2 separate regions of the Mus musculus genome follow, and region 2 is linked to region 1. A link is a contact called in public Hi-C data. All regions are on one chromosome and are shown on one strand. Each heading gives the region's core, a stretch centred on a gene start, on an enhancer-like site or on the middle of the called end of the contact. The rest is flanking DNA. Distances are from core to core; before and after follow the strand shown.

The links. Hi-C and Micro-C count contacts between places; a contact is called where the count stands out from the background.
Region 2: a contact with region 1 is called in a Hi-C map of forebrain, with 5 times the contacts expected there. The contact joins two enhancer-like sites. A contact is called at or near these places in 1 of 15 datasets of contacts at CTCF or cohesin (large pre-B cells), 2 of 484 Hi-C or Micro-C datasets (cortical neurons and forebrain) and 1 of 115 datasets of contacts at active chromatin or transcription factors (large pre-B cells).

Annotation. Positions count from the first base shown.
Region 1 is chr13:83,109,759-83,113,936 of GRCm38.p6, forward strand. All of the region lies in intron 1 of Gm33073 (a long non-coding RNA gene), which reads right to left. Among named protein-coding and RNA genes, the nearest start is that of Gm33073, 8.7 kb to the right of the region's middle. Within about 2 kb of position 1,928, at least 69 of the 459 cell types and tissues checked have an H3K27ac peak or open chromatin away from gene starts, as enhancers often do. A contact at or near this core is called in cortical neurons and forebrain, where this site is marked.
Region 2 is chr13:83,479,391-83,483,568 of GRCm38.p6, forward strand. No RefSeq gene overlaps it. Among named protein-coding and RNA genes, the nearest start is that of Gm33317, 22 kb to the right of the region's middle. Within about 2 kb of position 2,096, at least 12 of the 459 cell types and tissues checked have an H3K27ac peak or open chromatin away from gene starts, as enhancers often do. A contact at or near this core is called in cortical neurons and forebrain, where this site is marked.

The DNA.
Region 1 (4,178 bases), core at 678-3,177:
TAAAAATTAAAACTACTGTAAGGTTCCTCCTCAGTCCAGTAAGAATAGTCCGTGTATGTGTGTGTGTGTGTTTGTGTGTGTGTGTGTGTGTGTGTGTGTGTGTGTGTGTGTGTGTGAGAGAAATATTGCATATCCATGCTTATAGGAAGAATGGGTAAAGGGCTTGATGATTCAAGAAAAAATATCCCCATGGCCAAAATGTTCTCCAGAGACACACAGGATCAGGTTAAACTATCATTACACTCATCTGAGAGCAGCACACACCAGGGCACCTACCAACAGCTTCCATTCCACACAGTCAACCGTCATCTGTCTTGGATATCTGAATGAGTTGCTTCAAGGATACTCATCTGGCTGAAGAGGATAACATCAGCAGCCATCCTTTCCTCTGCCAATAGGGTCCCTTGCCAATTCAATAATAATAATAATAATAAAGCAAAACAAAAAGGTAATTCTGGGTGCACACAACTTTAATACAGGATTACCAATTTTAAAGTAAAGGAATGTTGCCTAAAATTTTACTTTTTTACCATAATGTTTCTGACAAAAATAAAAAAAAAAAAAACAACTCCTAATCTTGTATTATTTGTTATGCCCAACATGCTTTACCACAAGATCTATTGCTTTAAAAAGGTCTAGTTTAGTGCACTTGAGAGATGAGAGGACAAGCACACAGGTCAGAATACCAGGCTTGTCCTTGGTCTTGCACACTCAGGACTGCTTTGAAATGTTTGGTTATGTCTCCAGAGGGAGGTTTCATCTGGACCAATTCCCACAAAACAATCAATGGCATATCATCATTTCTTTCCCTTCTCCAAAGAAAAGGATGCAAAGAAAATAGTGCAAACGTAGTGAAGAGTTGTGAGTCTAGTGTGCATGAGAGGAGGCCTTCCCAATTAGCACATCAGGCCACCAGCCCTTCGTTGGCACAAGTCAGTCCTCATTTCTCACACAAGCCATGCCTTTTCTCCCAGGATTTATGTGTCTTCCTCCCCTCTCCATAAAGAATTAGCTGAATATAGTAAGAATAAGAGGACTCTGGGGCTGCAGATGGCTGACCAGCTGTTTCTGGGTGACACCCCATGAATCAGAGTCTCATCGAGCTTTAGTGCTTCCATGTTTTGGGGGCAAAATATTCTGCGTTTTGGAAAACTAGTTCATGGAAAATAATACAGCAAACTAACATTTATAGAAAACCACAGTAATCTTGTAACAAATGTCCTAAATTATGCACTCAAAAGAGGATCCAATTTTATACAAGGTTCTCTTCGAGAGACTGCAGAACACTTTCTTGTTTGTGATTGTAACTGCTGTTCCTCACAACCTCTATAAGTACAAAAAAATAAAACGACATGCCTTTATATAACATATATGCATAAGACAAATGTCAGCATGGGAAAGATGGTCTGTGGAGGGGACTATTCAGAAAAGTTCATTTTATGCTTTATTTTAGGTTCATTGTGTATATTTTCTCCAAGTTTGATGTTAAGATTAATGCTGCTTTTCAAGCCTCCTACATTCCACTTCAACAATGGTTATTCTTCAGTACTTAAGTACATTGCTGGGGGTATGGGCAAAATAAAAGTCATATGGAAGTTTATGTTCCAGCTGCTGTGCTCCCTCTTCTTCATGAGTGAGTTTCTGGCAGGCCACGAGTTTTACTAAACCCCTTCCCTAGTGCCCTCTTCAATTTTAGATCCTTGCTTGATGTGAAATGTCTAAGACAGTCATTTTAATAGACAAAAGAGTAGAGATAGCCCAAATACCAATGGTCAGGAAACAGGCATTTGTGAGGTGGGAGAATAAGAAGCCCCTGTGATCATTTTTATTCAATGAAAGCCATTCCTTTGGGTGGGAGTGTCAAATTCTAGTACCCACACATGCTGCCCGCATACCACACAAGCTGCAGGAATGCAGATTTCTGTATCTGAGAGCAGCTGCTAAGTGAAGTGGAACATCCAACAGATGGCTGCATTGTCATTGTTGGGGGAGGAGGAGAGAGGAGCTATTTTGGTTTTTCTGTTGAACGTGTATATGTGTATGAAGGCATGTGTGTACTTCACAGTATTCTGTTCTCCACTACCTATGATCTTTTCCACTATAGATATTTCTCCTGTGCTGTCAAAGACTGGTTTTGAATTTGCATATTAGGACAGTCACTAGAGGTTTTTTGATCATTTAGTATTTAATGGATGAGAAAAGAAAGGTCCAAGGGCACACAGCTATTAAAGCCAAACTCAGAATTTTTTCACTAGGGCATGCAATATAACAAAATTAATTAATAAAATTATTAAGTAAATAACACTCTACATAGTGATAGATCACAGAGGAGAACAATTCAAGGGTCACAGCTTCTCAGTCTTTAAAAATATATAAGTGCATTTTTCCCTTAAAAAATTATGGTGGAGTTGCTTTGCAGTTCTCAGAAGAAAAAAAAAAGTAAGTATTCAAACTAGTCAATATGAGCATTTTATTATGAAGCTTATTAGATTTTAAACAATTTGATTCATGGTGCTCCACAATTTTAATAGCATATTTAGAAATAATAGACTTCGGCAAATCAGGTTGTAGAACTGCTATCAAAATCCATGCATAAATGCAAATTAAAAACCTTAGGTCCCATCCTGACCTGCTTGCAAAATGTCCCTATTCCCCTTCTGATGGTAGCTTAAAGAGTACCATCACATAGCTTATTCATTGATGTGTGTGTGTGTGTGTGTGTGTGTTTCTAGAAATAGAATCAATAGAGAACAGACAAACCCACAGTTGCCAGTTTGTACAGTTTTGTGGTTTCTGCCAGGGCTACTGACTCGAGAAGGTCTACCAGATAATGAAAGCAAACTATTTCAGTTCCTGTGGGTCTAGAGTGCTTCTGTAAAGTTCTGGTTTGAAACAAATGAATAACAAATTAAAAGGCATAGTAAAATAAGGGGGTGGTTAAAATATATTAACTGAAATCAATGTAGGAGAAACATAGTTAAAAACCTTGCATTCTCAGCAACAGCCTGAGATGTATTTGGGTAATTCTTTAAATTTATGATAAAAGCCTTTTAGCAGAAAGTCAATACACATAGGTGGTGAAGCAAGTATATCATCCTGTACTGGAGGTTGCATTAAACATTCGGTGTGAGCTCCACTGCTCATAGGAAGTAAGCAGGAGTTCATCCAACGAACGCACAGTATCACAGAGACCAAGCGTTCTTCTGTAGACAGTCTGTGGAGCCATGCTGATTACCATGCAGTCCTCTGCCTAGGGTGCTCACTGACGTCAACAAGGGTCCTGGAAATGAAGCAGGATCAAAATCCCAGAAGCCTGGACTAATAATAGAGTAAAGATGGAGAACAGATGGAAAGCAAAGCTTCATGGATAGAGTGTGACCTCATGTTATAAATTCGTCAAGTGGAATAAACAACAACAAAGTATGGAAGGCCTGTGAGAACTCACTGATGTCAAACTTCCAGAAATTTGCTGACTGAAAAAATGCCTAGATACAGAGAAAACTTTCCAAAGGAGTTCAGGGGCATCAATTTTTGGATTAATTATGCCTGTGTCTGAGAGCAAAGACACTTAAAATTAAAACCATAGTACTTTGAACATAGACTACTAGCTTTATCCCTTTACCCTTCATTAATATATGGATTCACCTAAGTTATTTTCCTCTCACTTGAGCAAACCTGTCATCTGTGAGAGGGCAAAGCCATAAATGTAGAACCTGGAGATGAAATCCCAGAAAACACTAGGCCTGAAGCAAAACATTGCAAGCGGTCTGCCACATCTTCAACAAATAGAAGTGCTTTTTCAAGTGTCTCTGTCTCGTGTGTGTGTGTGTGTGTGTGTGTGTGTGTGTGTGTGTGTGTGTGTGTGTGTTTAAGCAATCAATGCACACTTTGTGTCTTAGTCTGTATTCTGTTGCCGTGAAGACGCACTATGAGCATGGCAATTCTTATAAAGGAACACATTAAGTTGGAGCCACCTTGTACTTTCAGAGGTTTAGTCACTTGTCATGTAGAAGCATGTTGACATGCAGGCAGATGCTTCGTCAGGATCAGCAGGCTGCAGAAAGAGACAATCACTGGAGCAGGCTTGAATATTTGAAACCTCATACCTAACCCACAGTGACACACTTTCTTCAACAAGGCTACAAGTGCCACTCCTTGGCTAACAAACAGTTAAATAT
Region 2 (4,178 bases), core at 846-3,345, 370 kb after region 1:
ATTTTCTCACTCTCTGCTTTTGTGTATCACTATTGACATATGTATTTAGTGGCATATACTATCAACAAATGAATTGACACAAAGGAGATACTGATGGAGGAAATGTCAGGGTTTTGGCAGATTTTGTGCTTCTGGAATTGAAAACAATACCAACAAAAAGATTGGAGCCTAGAACAGCACAAATATTGTAAATTAAGTATTACCACCCAAATTCAAATATATTTCCATTGCAACAGTCTTGTCAATATGGTCCTGATAATACTTTACAAAATTAAAATCTGAGGAACTTTCGTGAAATAAAAGTTAGTAAGAAAATGAGAGTTTATGCATGTTTTCAGGCCTGAATACTCTCCTTTACTGGTATAGAGTTTGGTTTTTAAATTTACTTTGAGTCTTTGTTATTAGATGCTATGTATTTTTTAAAGCAGTAGCTGTAGTCAGAAGATCTGAACACTATATGTGAAATCTCTTCCTTCTCTTCTGCTAACTACATAAAAATAAAGATGATAGCTCTTGCAGCCTTGTGGTGTGGTTGACATTGAAAAAGACAGGTGTTACAGGTTATCACAATTATATTGACTCTCATTTTATTTCCATTAGTTACTTTTGTTAACTTACCAATTATGCATTGTTACCTTGACCCATTTTTGAGATGTCTCAATGGATCTGAAAGGCAGTAATTTGGGACCTAAAATTCGAGCTTTCAATTGCTATATTTTTAGAAAACCTTAAAGGTGCACAGGAAATTATGAATCTGGATGAGACAACACAGAGCTGTTCTGTAAAAGCATACAATAATTCCATTCACAATCCCTTTCCTTCTGATGTTTCTGAAAGCTAATGTCTTTAAATAATTGCTTGCTCACAGCCATTGGATTAATTTTTTATGAGTGAGTTTTCAAACTGTCCCTCTGCTAGACATAAGAATGAAAATATTTAAAATCAGGTATGCTGACTTGACAATATAAATGTGCACTTTTCTTATAATTCCCAGTGCAAAGGTTTTAGACATTGTACATGGTATTCCGATTCCTACAAGAAATATTTGAAATTCAGGAATCATGAACTATGCCTGAGTTCTTGGAAACTATGTGTCTGCTTTGGAGGCTGTTGGCTCCTGTGAATGGAAAAAAGTGCCACTGAGAATTTCAACCAACACGAAGCAACTGTTCCCAAGAATGTGGCTTAAGATTTTCAAAGAGAAGCCAGACAGTTAATGCATGCAGCTGTACTAGATGGTGACCGTGAGTGAGAATAGATGAATCAAGCAACACATGCTGTACCATGGGGCAGGTTCAACTTCTCCAGAATAACTAGAGTTCTTTATTTTTATCTGAACTGTGCTCATATTTCAAAAGAAACAAAGTCAAATACAGACAGAGAGTAGATTCTCTAAATCAGCACTGGTAAATAAAATGGTAGACAAGCTACTGTCCAAAAATCAAAGAAATTACAGATTCTCAAAGTTACCCTGACAACAAGAGATACCTAAATCTTGCATGTTCTTTTGAGGATGGCACATATGACAATTTTAAATCACACTAAAATTCAACTACAAAATTCTTCCAGAATAAATTAGCTTCCAAAAATCAAACAGTTTCAGAGAGCCTATAAAAAAAAAAGATAAGTGTGAAATGTAGGCCTTCTGTGGAATCACCAAGATCTCATAGCTCTTTATTCTTTCTCTAAAAAGTTTCTCTTGTAAAATATAATTTAGAGAATGCACAGAAAATAAATTTAGGATGGGCCAAACAGTTATGAGGCCCGAAGCTCCAATGACAACTTCAAGAATAAACACTTAATCAGCTTCAACCTATCTTCTTTTGGTGAGCAGACCTCATCATTTTTGTAAGGCGATGAATTTTGACTAATGTCATTGTGAATTGCTTATACAAATTAAATGTGCTACTTCTATAGGATACTTTGGGTCAGCAGCAGATGTTGGTGAATTCCTACAGAAATGCATGCCCAAAGAACGTTGGGTTTCTTTTTTTTTTTTTTAAATGGCAGAAATCTGCTAGCTATTCCTGCCTTATCTACAACAGCTGAGCAATCTCTCAGTGCCTCGCGGAGACGGGAAACTTGGCTCAGATAGAGCGTGGACAAGCTTGCCTTAATCACATTGCTCTTTTACATGTGCAGAAGGACATCAACATTGACAGTGCAGAGGAAAGCAGCCATTTGCTGAAAACAACTGTCAACGTTGTCAAGATTTTGGAACCTCTTATAATGTGATTTGTATGACAAATCTTGTGGTATTTTGTTTGTCAGCAACAGTCGTGAATTTCCATGTATCTGGGAAGGAAGGGAAACTGTGCCGAAGTGGAGCGGTTTCTTTACACAGGCTGCACCGAAGGAAAACAGTTATTAATTTCAAACTGACACATTTCTACTAGAACTAGAATTTTTTTCAAGTAAAAATCCATTTCATACACCATACAAATGTGTGCCCCCCACATTTTGGCTCAAATCTTGAAAAATTACACTCATCTTTCAAGTTTCCTTTGTTGCTTTTTAAATTTCAAAGCTGTTACTATAGAAATATTAATATTTCCTGAGTCAAAACTGTAGTACTAATGAGAGGTGTTCTCAGTGAAATAATAGGTTCATTTGTTTCCCCAAGAATGGAGTTGTATTTCCATAGAGCTCATAGAAGTGGCTTTAATAAATTATCCCTAAGTTACTGCACATGAGTGCTGTTGAGCAATGTTCCTTTCAAGTGAGAAGCACAGATACTCTCAGGCGTGTCTTTTTCATTGTGTCCTGGTTCCTACTTTAAGATACTTCTCTTATACAACTATTCCTTAATATGGTTTCTTCCTATGTCCTCAGCCAAAGGTCTCAACTCATGAGTGGAGTCCTTTTGAATATGTTTATATCACAGCCCACAAATATTCCTTCTGTGCAAATGACAAAATGCCCTTGAATACTTGACACCAAATAGGAATCCAGCCAAAAACGTCTCAGGTTCACTTCTACCACATTTGTGGCTCCTAGAGCAGACTTGCCAATGTCTAATGAAAAGACTCTGTCTTAGAGTTCTCTATCCATGAGGATCTAGTTCGAGAACGCTCTGCTCTGAATCTCAAACCTCGGCTCCACATAACATCTAGAATACCTTCATAAATTCTACTGTTAATGTTTGGTATGGATTGATGCTTTATTAATGGAATTGAACATGATCAATAAAATGGAGAGGCACCCTTACCATGGATGTTCAAATACTTTGCTTCAAACTTTTAGCACACAGATCTTCCTTTGAAGATCTTTTTATTTACTTGTTTTCTGAAAAAGAAGAGATGGCATACTCCATGTAGCTATATAAATCAAATGCAACCTCTAAATGCAAAATGCAAAAGTCATTTTAATTCTCCTGGTAACCATGTTGAAAAGTAAATGGAAGCAGATGAAATTAATTTCAGCAAAGTATCTTATTTAACCCAACGTATCCATAATGTAATTAGTTTTAAAATGTAGTAATGGCATAGTTTACATTCCTTTTATTTGCATTATATCTTTGAGATCTGCTGTGGTTTTCACACTTGCAGCACACTGCAAATAGGACTAGGAACATTTCCAGCACTTAATAGCCTGATGTGGCTAGTTGCTGCTGACCTGAACGATAGAGTCCCAGGGATCAGAACTCCAGAGCCACTTTGTCTACTTTTGAGACTCATTTTTCCCTAAGACAAGTATTGAAATAATTCCTGTCCCATTTGAACTGCAGCTTGTTTCACGTGGAAAATTCATGAAGAAGTTGTTTGAAGCTTAGGATGTTCTCTGACGTTTCATTCTTCTTTTTGTTCCTAATTCCTCTTTCATTCTTCAAAATTCTTTGCATTTTTTTCAAAAGATTAAAATTGTCAAAACTTGTGAAAACTCTGTATAAGAAAATATGATGTAGTTTATGGCGAGAAGAAAAAAAAAAAAACTATTGTCAAATGCTTGCAGTCTTTTCTTCCTCTGCCTGACAGTTGACCTGGATAAACCCTAGGCAAGGTATCAGCAGCCTGCCTTTTCTCAGATTATTTCTTAAGGACACTTGTCTTCTGTAGCTTTGGTCTCCCATCCTCTAGCTATCCTAGAGTAGTTTAAGATTAGTGTATAGTTATGTTTAATGGATACATATAAATAAGAAAGAAAGATCTCTGTACCGTGGTTTAAATAGCTGGCTTATT